Regions from separate parts of the Zea mays genome. Here region 2 is linked to region 1. The links are chromatin contacts, called in public Hi-C maps. All regions are on one chromosome and are shown on one strand. Each heading gives the region's core, a stretch centred on a gene start, on an enhancer-like site or on the middle of the called end of the contact. The rest is flanking DNA. Distances are from core to core; before and after follow the strand shown.

Region 1 (5,348 bases), core at 1,958-4,457:
GGGTTGCTGGATCGTTTCCTCATATGATGTAATTATCTAATTATTTTGTATAGAACTCCTGTTATATAGTAAAGATGTGACATTCGATCCTGTGCCACTATGCATCATATGTGTGAGACTTGGTCCCAGCACACCTGATGTTTATGTTCGCGCCCGGGCTTTGGATCCCTAAAACCCGGGTGTGACAATAACCGTGTTTGCTAATTAGAACTTCCCTCTTAATAGTACGACTATCTATTCTAAACTCGATCTTACACTTTATTGCGTCTTGATCGGCAAAACGAAATGCCTATTTATACATTTGCCTTGACACATTGGATTTTGTTTTTCTCTTTCTTCTTTTCAATGTTAGGGCTCGCTGCATTCATCCATCTCCAAGCCTTGCTCTTCATAGGGCTTTTAGTTTGCAAGTCTTGAATTCTGTAGATGATGTGTTGTTGGTAATTTGAATTGACTTCATTAAACGTAAACTTTCGCAAAAGTCTACTGTGCCTTTGGTTTGCAATGAAAGCTTGTTTTGTTCAACTACCATTCTACCATGTTTCAGATTTTAGACATCGACCTCACCTGGCGCATGCACAAGGCATCAGATGGTCAGAGGAGACGTGTCCAGATTTGCATGGGACTTCTTAAGTCATTCAAGGTTTGTTTTCCTTTTCCATGTCTCAAAGGATATAATGCTATCATTCACACTATAATTAAAAAAATGCAATGCAGGTTCTTCTTCTTGATGAGATCACAGTTGATCTTGATGTTCTGGCAAGATCAAATCTGTTATCGTATCTTAAAAAGGAATGTGAGGAAAGAGGTGCAACAATCATCTATGCCACACATATTTTTGATGGTCTTGATGATTGGCCAACACACATTGTAAGCTCCATTGAATCTTGTTGTTTATAAGCTCAAGTATTTCTTGTGGAATTGTGGACTTAGATGATTATTGTTTTTGTATTTCAAGGTTTACATTGCTCATGGGAAACTGCAATTAGCAGTGCCTTTGGAAAAGGTGAAAGAAATGAGTCAGTTATCTCTCATGGTAAGTATCGTCCATCCATATAGAACAGTATGCTTTAGCACATCATGGACATTCACATTATGCTTTAGTACCGCATGGCCATTCAGATTTGCGTTTGCATTTCAGAGGACTGTGGAGAGCTGGTTGAGGAAAGAAAGAAATGAGGACAGGAGGAGGAGAAAGGAGCGAAAGGAGAAAGGCCTCCCAGAATTCGACAAGGTTGTCGAGGGTAGTCGGGTTATAGGTGATCCAGCAAAGAACGCAGACAGAGTTATAAACAACGGGTGGGCAGCTGGACGGCTTACCTCGACGATTGCAGGAGAGGAAAATTTCGTCTTCAGCTCTAACAGCGTACTTAGGCAATGATCTAGCTTTGTTTTCCTTTATCTATACATTGAAAACGGTAAATAATAGTCTTGCGGATCCAATAGAGATATCGTTGGAGCTTTGTCATTTATAGCGAAAGTTCTGTCAGGAAAGGAGAATTCACTCTATATAGTTTGGATTTGAGGATTTACACTGTAATTTTATTCGCAGCTGAGTGTTCGAGAAAAAGAAATTGCACTGTAACAACATATATATACTGCACCAAATATTTGTGTGGTCATATTTATTTCTACAGGGGCTACGCATAACTTGGGTCAGGTTTCAGTTGCTACGTTTGTTCATACATAAATGCAAGGCAAGGGAACTGTATGGTCAAAGCGGAACAACACACCATGCTACGTTTGAAAAACAAGGATTATGATTTTTACTTTTCTAAATTTTTAGGCCTTGCTAATAGTAGAGATTTTGAATCGCTCTGGATTTAAACCCATCCAATCCACGTGCATTGAGTTGAAAAGGAACATGCAAATAAATAAACACACCAACTACAACTTTTCATTTGCCGCAAAGATCATGTGGGCGTTCACCATGGGCGTTCATCATATACACAGTAGATGCCCAGAACCACTTCTCGGTACGTCCCTCCATGCGCACATGCTACACCCCTTCACAGGCACATATAGCAAGGGTTGATGCTGCGATATGGACCATATGGGCCAATTTTACAACTACTGCGGGTTTCCAACGGGCAGCTCACCACACACGCTGATGTCTAGAACTAGAACCATCTTTACACACCCTTCTTGTAACTAACATAATTCTACTGCCAACAGCGGACCAAGGTAAAGCAACTACTACGCCTTTTTTTTCTTTAAAATGTTACTGTGTTCATTTGTATCTGTGGACATCAATTTAGCAACAGTATTTACCAACTCCATAATTGTTTCTTGTGTTGTGTGTGAACATGTAAAGTTTCAGAGAAAAAACGAAGTGCAATATATGTTTCCAAGTGAGACAAGGTCTTTGTTTCAGAATAACCAGCACCGGATTTTATTGTCACAACTGAAGTAACCACGCTGATCCATGAACTGCAGGTACAAGTCTAAAGAATGTGGCGTAGCTTTGTAACATCTGCAACATCCGTAGTCTTTCATGAGTCTAAAGGTACACCGGTTCGGTAACATAGTTGCAGTTATCACCGTTACTATTTGAAAATTGGCTTGAAATGGAAAAAAAAACCCATTCCAACTGCCATTTGAAAATCGACCTGAATCGAAGTAAATTCCAACTTTGTAACTGTAACCAGCATAAGAATATTTGCTCAAGATTGATTGTTAGTGCACATTGAAGTGCCGTAGTTCCAAGGATGGCTGCACAGCTGCAGCCTGCAGTCAGCAATGAGACAAACCTTGCAAACTGATGTTACTTTAGATTAGATTAGATGTTACTTTAGATTAGATTAGATGACCCGGTAGCTATAACTCCACGTTGTCAATCGGTAATTTCCATGTTTCACTGCATTAAGGTTCCACCCACTCCCGAGCCTAGACCTGTTCCTCTCCATTTCTGCCTCTGTCCAAGTGGTAGGAAGAATGGTCACGATCTGCGTTCTGCCTTTCTCTTCTATTATTATTATCCTTTCCTTTTCCACGACGACGTACATTTGTTTGACAGAGCATATCGGACGACAGCAGAAAGAACACGTAAACAACACGGTAGCTGGATTTGTGCGCGTGAAAGACCTTACTGTGGGCTGGAAATTGGAATAAGGAAAATTGTACGTATATCGTTGACGATATCCATTTCTTTTCTCTTATATAAGGTTGCAAAACGCAGCTCAAATGGTGCAAGTACAAAATCTTTTATAAACAAAGCTTCCATCTCCGCTCCAAAAAACCAGCAGATAACACACTTGTGCTCGGGGTCGGGGGAGGGGGCCGGCTAGTGCAAATGAAGCAGCTTCAGAAGATGGCTCTCCTACAACTCTTGTTGGAAAATATTGTTCTCTTATTACTGCCGCTGCTCGCTCTGACCTTTTCTTGCTGCGACGCGGCAACCCTGAAGCTGCACGCCCACCACGCGGACGGCGGCCTCAGCCTCAGCCGCCGGGAGCTGCTGCACCGCATGGCCGCGCGCAGCAAGGCCCGCGCCGCGCGGCTGCTCTCGGCCTCGGGGAGCGCCCGCGTAGACCCGGGACCTTACGCCAACGGCGTCCCCGACACGGAGTACCTGGTGCACCTCGCCATCGGCACACCGCCGCAGCCCGCGCAGCTCATCCTCGACACCGGGAGCGACCTCGTCTGGACGCAGTGCCGGCCGTGCCCCGCCACCACCTGCTTCAGCCAGGCGCTCCCATACCTGGACCTGTCCAACTCCTCCACGTTCGGCGTGCTCCCCTGCAACCAGCCCATGTGTGACAACCTCGCCTGGTCGTCTTGCGGCAAGCACAGCTGGGGGAACCAAACCTGTGTCTACGTCTACTCATACGGCGACAGCTCCATAACCACCGGCCACCTCAACGCCGACACCTTCACGTTCGCGGCCGCTGATGGCTCCGGCGGCCAGGTCTCCGTACCCGACCTGGCCTTCGGCTGCGGTCTCTTCAACAACGGGATTTTCGAGTCCAACGAGACCGGCATCGCCGGCTTCGGGCGCGGCGCGCTGTCCCTGCCGTCGCAGCTCAAAGTGGACAACTTCTCCTACTGTTTCACCGACATAACGCGGCCGGAGCCCAGCTCCATCCTGCTCGGCCTTCCGGCCAACCTTTACGGCGACGCCGGCGGCGTAGTGCAGTCCACTCCTCTGGTCCAGAACTTCTCGTCTCTGGAACTATACTACCTGTCACTAAAGGGCATAACCGTCGGCTCGACGAGGCTGCCGATTCCGGAGTCAACGTTCGCGTTGAAGCAGGACGGGACGGGCGGCACGATCATCGACTCTGGCACCGGCATGACAATGCTGCCCCAGGACGTGTACAAGCTTGTGCACGACGCGTTCACTGCTCAGGTGAGGCTGCCCGTGGACAACGCCACGTCGTCGTCGCTCTCGCAGCTCTGCTTCTCGGTGCCGCGGCGAGCTAAACCCGACGTGCCACAGCTGGTGTTGCACTTTGAGGGCGCAACGCTGGCCCTGCCGAGGGAGAACTACATGTTTGAGTTCGAGGACGCAGGCGGCAGCTTCACCTGTCTTGCTATCAACGCCGGAGATGGCCTGACGACCATCATCGGCAACTACCAGCAACAGAACCTCCACGTCCTTTACGACCTGGTGGGCAACATGTTATCCTTTGTTCCTGCTCGGTGCAACAGGCTTTAGAGGAGTAACGGATATAGAATTTCACTACATGGTATGCCACGTTAAAATTTTCGTTATATACACAATAAGGTAAAAAATCCATTTAAAATATTCAATAAAAAACTATCCTGCAAATCGGTATTCAGAGTAAAAACTACCACGTTAAGTTTGACAATTTATATAAATTGTCCTTTCTCTAGTGCAGCCATAAATGAAATGTTTACTTGTATCACTATATTTAGATACATACAACAATTTACGCTAGTCGTAGAAAAGTTTTATGTATTTTTCTTACCTATTTGAACATGTTTTCAAGACCGTGTTGGTTGAAAGTGAATCAATATTTATATTTTTATCTAGCACTATTTACTCAAACTTGAGGATTTTTAAAATCATAAATACAACACAGAAAGTTATCAAAACTGAGGGTTTTTACACTAAAAACCGAAGGTTTTTATGATCGAACCTAGAGTGAATCCATCAGTATATCGTGTGCCATATTTTTCGTATGCATAGTGAAAAAGGAATCCCTTGATTTATGGTATCCATGACCCCAAGGAAAAAACCAAATTACCTAATCCGTTCACATAACTAACTCTCCTAATCAAATCCCTTGATTTATGGTGGCTGCAAGAATGTGGGGATTGTTGATTCGGAGTGAATCAACATTTACACTATATCTAACACTATTTCATACTCAAACTTAAGGATT
Region 2 (5,348 bases), core at 1,117-3,616, 360 kb after region 1:
GTCAATCTAAAATAAATATTGAGACATTAAATAATATTAACAAAAAAACATAGATTGGATCAGCAACTTTGGTATTAACTATATCAACACTCAAAATCTGCCTCATTACATCTAATCATATAGAATGACACTTAAAATGTATGCCTCTGTATAGTGAATAGTTGATACGGATGTCTTAAAATGTTTGTCTTCAAGAGTTGATTTTACAGAGATGTGTGTCCTAAAACGATCGTCTTTTACTAACTGATGATTTTCAGAGACGGTCATGTTTGACCAGGGCACAGGTGCGCAGCTAGGTAGAACACCGTGGATGTACATACACCCACGAAAACTTACAAAACCTGTTAGATCAATTTTCACCTAAAAAATACTACTATGCAACTTTTAAGGCATATGCGTCCTTCTTTTATTCGCTCTAATTTCACCACTATGTTAGGCGGCCTGCTTCCCTGAATGATTTTTGGAGGTGCAGACTTTTCTGAAGGCCTACGACCATTTATTATATATCGAGATGGCTCCTAAAATTATATAGTAATAGTATTACAAGTTTTTTTACATTAAAGTTAATAGAAACATCTTGGAAATGAATCCTTACCAGGGTATCTTAAGGGATTGTTCGGTTAGCTCTCAATTCATGTGGATTGAGTAAGATTGGATGGGTTTAAATCCCAAACAAGTCAAACTTCTTAAGAATTTTTTCTAATCCTATTCAATACATGTGTATTGGGAAAATCGAACAAGACCTAAAATGGTTTTAGGGTCTGAAACATGGCCGTGCTTACTGGTTATCCCAGAGACCGGTTACGGACGGCGGGGCAAACGTAAGCTGCTGCCCGACTGCCGTCCTGCGTGATGTTAATGGGATTTTGGACCTCATCCTCATCGTGCTGCTGGGTTAGGCACCGCACTTCCCACGCAAAAAAAAAAAAAAGAAGGCTGTTGCTGTAATGATGTCGACATACTACTCCGATTCAGTGACAAACTGATTTACCTCGTCACTGCGCTGCCAGTTTGGCACTCACCAGGGTAAAAGTCGCAACTCCGACATTGGGCTGGAATCTCTGGACAAGCCTACGCTGCGTATTTTGACTTCAAGTTTAAACTATTGGCACCGGCCATGGTGTCCTGTGTAAAGTACTTCCTCCGGTGCAGTAAAAGAAGTCATCCTGCGCGTGACCGAGCGTGCACAAAAAGAAGTCATAGCGCGCGTGGGTCTGAGATTTGGACGTTGTTGCCCCTAGTAATTGCACAAAAAAAGATGCATTTAAGAGGAATCGAACTTAAGACCTCCAGTCTAGAATGCCTTGAAGCTGCTGCAGCAACCAATCAAGCTTGATTGTTTTAGTTACGTTAATGCACCCATATCCCTATTTAATAGGGGCAAACAGGGAAAACTCTATGATAATTAATCACTCCTTGCTATGCACAATCATGTCCTAAACGACTACCTTTACTGCACTGGAGGGAGTATGTAAAAATTATGTGAGGCACCGCACGTACAGCGCTGAGTTCCAAGTCACCACGCACTTTATTTATTTACATTTATACCAATCATCAATAGGACCTGTTTGGGATTGGTCGAGCTCAAAAAATTAGTAGAGTTGGTGGAGCATTGAGTGCTCTAGAAAATCATAGAGCTAAAGCTGTAAGTCTTTTAAAGACATTTAGATAAATTATTTTATTTATTATTTATATTAAAATATTTTTAAAATATTTAAATTGATATTATAAACTATAACTCTACACTGGAGCTGTAACCTAAAGTCATCCCAAAGGCTCTCTTACCTGCAGTACGTACTGACACTGACGGAAGAGAGATCTTTCTGTAGAATCTGATGCTTTGACGAGCTGACTCCGCTGGGCAAGGTGTTAACTGCTTGCAGAGCATCGAAATCTGAAAAACGGTAGTATATACTAATCATCGAGAACGCCAAAACACAAGTAAACGCGGACCGCGGCAAGATGCAAAACGCACCAGGACGATCCAGAGTTCCAGACCACCGACAAGGGCAGGGATGCCATTTCGTAGAGATCTTTTCTGCACTACTACTCACTCTACTGGCAATGGTAAGTATCACACTCCGTTTGTATTTCAAAAGAGAACTAGAAATATTTTCCCCCGAGTTATCATCTCACGTCTCACCTAAATCTACCTAACTGTGGGACCGAGGTCTCTTTTTAGTTACACCGTCACTAGCGAGACCCACCGTCTGCGGGTCCCGCGGCTCAGGGAGTTTCTCCCGGTCCCACAGTCAGTGGAAGTAGTACCAAAAGTACTTGTTTCTAGTCCCACATGGCAGTCTCAGAGAGGCTCCCACTCACACACGTACCACTACGCGGACATCCGGTCGTCGTCGTCCGCCAGACGCTTTAAAACGGCGAGTCCATTTTTCCTCTCACATAAACCCGCGCTCATTCCTTTTTCTCTCACCTAATTCCCGTCCTCGTGTGTTGGCGCTGCTCGCTTGGGTTTGGATCCGATCGAGGGCTCGGCCCGGCGGATGCTGTAGAGGAATGGCGGAGGCTGTCGCGTCTGCGGGCAGGCTCGCCATGGACTCTTCGACCTCCGTCTCGCCCGGCCAGGTGAGCCGAGCCCTAACTCGCGCCTCCTCGATCCGTTCCGCCGGGCGTGGCCCGGAATTTGCTGCTCTCCGCTGTGCGGCACCCCTTGGGGGGTTCCCGTGGTTTCGAGACTGTTGGAGCGGGGTTAGTGACATGGGTGGCTCGATTTGGGGGCACGGGGAGCGGCCAGCGGGGGGATGGAACGGCTGGGTGTGGGTTCGTGCGCGGTTGCGATGCTGAATCACGCGCTGGTTTATGAACCTTTGGTGATCGCGGAGAAGCGCTAGAGATGCGAGGCGTCTGGAGTTTCTCGCGCGGGTTGAGCGATTGGATCATATGCTGCGGGCTTGTCACAGTAATTTGCCACATTTGAGGGGTGCTGTGGGTCGTCGAATGTTGTTGGGTGCACGTGTCCCATTGGTCGGTTGGTGCAACTTAAAGCCAATGCAGGTGTTAAGTTTGCATATGCTAAGGTTTTGTTTGGATGCACTCATATCCACCTCAATCCAATCCATGTGCGTTAGAGTGGATTGGGGTGGAACTTAGTTTATTTTCCATTGTAATCCACTCCTATGCACTTGGATTGTGGTGGATACGAGTGCATCCAAACAGGTTCTAATGTGGATTGGTTTGTTTGTGGCTAGTTTTTTCTTCTTTCTTGTGTTGTGGTCTTGTTGCGGATCAGGTAGGGCTGGTCAGGTTGATGTCAGCTTCCAAATATAGGATAGCGGTTTTGCTCAGTAGTGCTGCTCGAAAACTGTTATTTTCGTGGGTTTAGGGTTTAAGGGTTATAGAATTTGTAAATCACTATGTAGTTTGTGGATCTGGATATAACCTTAAGGCTGCCATTAAGTTCTAACAACACGATGTTTATTTTATTTGGATCCTCCATCTCTGGAACTAAGTGAGCTTTGTTTTGCTTTCCGTGCAGGTTTCTGCTATTCTGGGCTTTCTGTGGGTTTTCGCAGCATGGGCGTATGCTGAGGTTCTCTTCCATAGGAAGAATACTGCTTCTATTAAAACGTAAGTAAATGTTAGTTTGATCCTAGGAATCTGCTGTTTTTGTAAGGATTCTAAGTGCTATAATGGTACTCCCTCCTGCCAGCATTACTTGTTTCTTACAACCAAACGCAACAGACTACAAGTTAATTTGGCTCCCTGAAACATTAAGTAATACTGACAGGAGGTAGTTTATATTATTTCTAAGGTTTGCTGCGAGAGAAAAATTGCTGGTGTAAAAACAACCTTATATCTAGATGTCCTACTCTTGCAGTGCTTAAGTCCTGGGATGCCTATTGCAATGCACTCTTGCATATTGCTTTGACGGAGACTGCAGTATATATAGTAACATCACAATAATCATATTATAACTATAAGAGTCTTATTTGAGTTTCTGGCTCTTCATCTTTGTCAGTAGACATTCAGATGTCAATCTAGCAGTGATGGATGACAGTTCAGTCAAAGCAGAAGACCAGACAATGTTATTGGAGGAGGGTGGTCAAGCAATGGCTGCAAAGCCAGCTTATACTTCCCTCACATCACAAATACTCAGGTTCTCTATAAATTATAAATTTACAATTTCTCAATATCAGTATCCGAAGGCATTGTGTCTCTAACAAAAAGAAAATGTTGGGTTCAACAGACTTATATTCATGGACCAGTTGCTTCTTCTGGAGAATCGTTTAACACTGAGGGCATTGTAAGCTACAGTTGCTCTCCTCCAATCATTCAAGCTTCCTAGTTGCACTATTCTGCTAACTGGGTTGCAATTATGTTTTCAGATCTGAATTTGGAGGTTATCTACTTTATTTTTACATATGTGATCGTACAAACTTGCTTGGAGAGTCTGCCAAGGTACTGTTGTGCAGATATTGTTACAGAGTCTGGTCATATGCCTTTGTGTAAAATTGCCATTTATTAGAACCTTTCAAATTTTCTGAAGTATTCAGATTGATGAAAAAATATCCCAGTGCATTCTTCATGTGCCATTATATATAGTGTAACACTTTAATCCACTAACCTTTTTATTGGTATGCTTCATCTGCAGAATTACAGCCGAGATCTGTTCCTTTTCCTCTACTTTCTTCTTATCATTGTAGCAGCTATGACTTCCTTTAAGGTCCATCAAGACAAGTCATCATTCACAGGAAAATCTGTACTGTACTTGAATAGGCATCAAACTGAAGAATGGAAGGGTTGGATGCAGGTACTTATCATACTTTTATCTTCCTCCTGCAGTGTTTCCTGGGTCTCAGAAACGATTTTTTTAATAATTGCCCATAAACATAGTTTAGTGAGTAGCTACAGTTCGTGTATGAGCATTGATACATCAGAACTATAGAAGTTGGTGTGTGCAGTTATAAGCATCTGCTCTCATCTGGCACAGCTACCATAGTAGCATGTATGATTTATCACCTCTTGCTGGTCCATTCATGGTTATGCATCTCTCTTGGGTTGCAAAAAAGCTAATTATAAGTCACACCTATTAATTGACAAATATGGGGTTTCACCTGTCTTAGCACCAAAGTTTTGCCATGCTGACTCACCACACTGCCTTGTGAAGAACTGAAGATTCATTTCTCCACCCTAAGGCTTTGTTTGGGTACTCTAGTATTGACCCCAATCCACATGTGTTGAGGTGGATTGGGGTGTAATTTAGTTTGAGTTACACCCCAATCCACCTCAACACATGTGGATTGGGGTCAATACTAGAGTATCCAAACTAGGTCTAAGTTGCGTGTAATTTTAATTTGCTGGAGAATTTCCTTTTATAGACTGTAATATAC

Evidence for each region. Hi-C and Micro-C count contacts between places; a contact is called where the count stands out from the background.
Region 2: a Hi-C map of endosperm shows a contact between it and region 1, with 1.9 times the contacts expected there. The contact joins the promoter of LOC100384114 here to the promoter of LOC103639193 in region 1. A contact is called at or near these places in 5 of 25 Hi-C or Micro-C datasets (bundle sheath, endosperm, leaf and 2 more).

The regions. Positions count from the first base shown.
Region 1 is chr9:139,918,241-139,923,588 of Zm-B73-REFERENCE-NAM-5.0, forward strand. It overlaps LOC103639193 (aspartic proteinase nepenthesin-1), which reads left to right and starts at 3,208. Exons shown (of 1, transcript XM_008661976.2): 1 at 3,208-5,183. The coding sequence starts at 3,293. The coding sequence ends at 4,657. It overlaps LOC100191337, which reads left to right. Exons shown (of 7, transcript NM_001136771.1): 4 at 548-643; 5 at 718-870; 6 at 959-1,036; 7 at 1,142-1,652. The coding sequence ends at 1,381.
Region 2 is chr9:140,279,933-140,285,280 of Zm-B73-REFERENCE-NAM-5.0, forward strand. LOC100384114 reads left to right here and starts at 2,367. Exons shown (of 14, transcript NM_001176702.1): 1 at 2,367-2,583; 2 at 3,494-3,585; 3 at 3,980-4,261; 4 at 4,344-4,416; 5 at 4,610-4,768. The coding sequence starts at 4,667.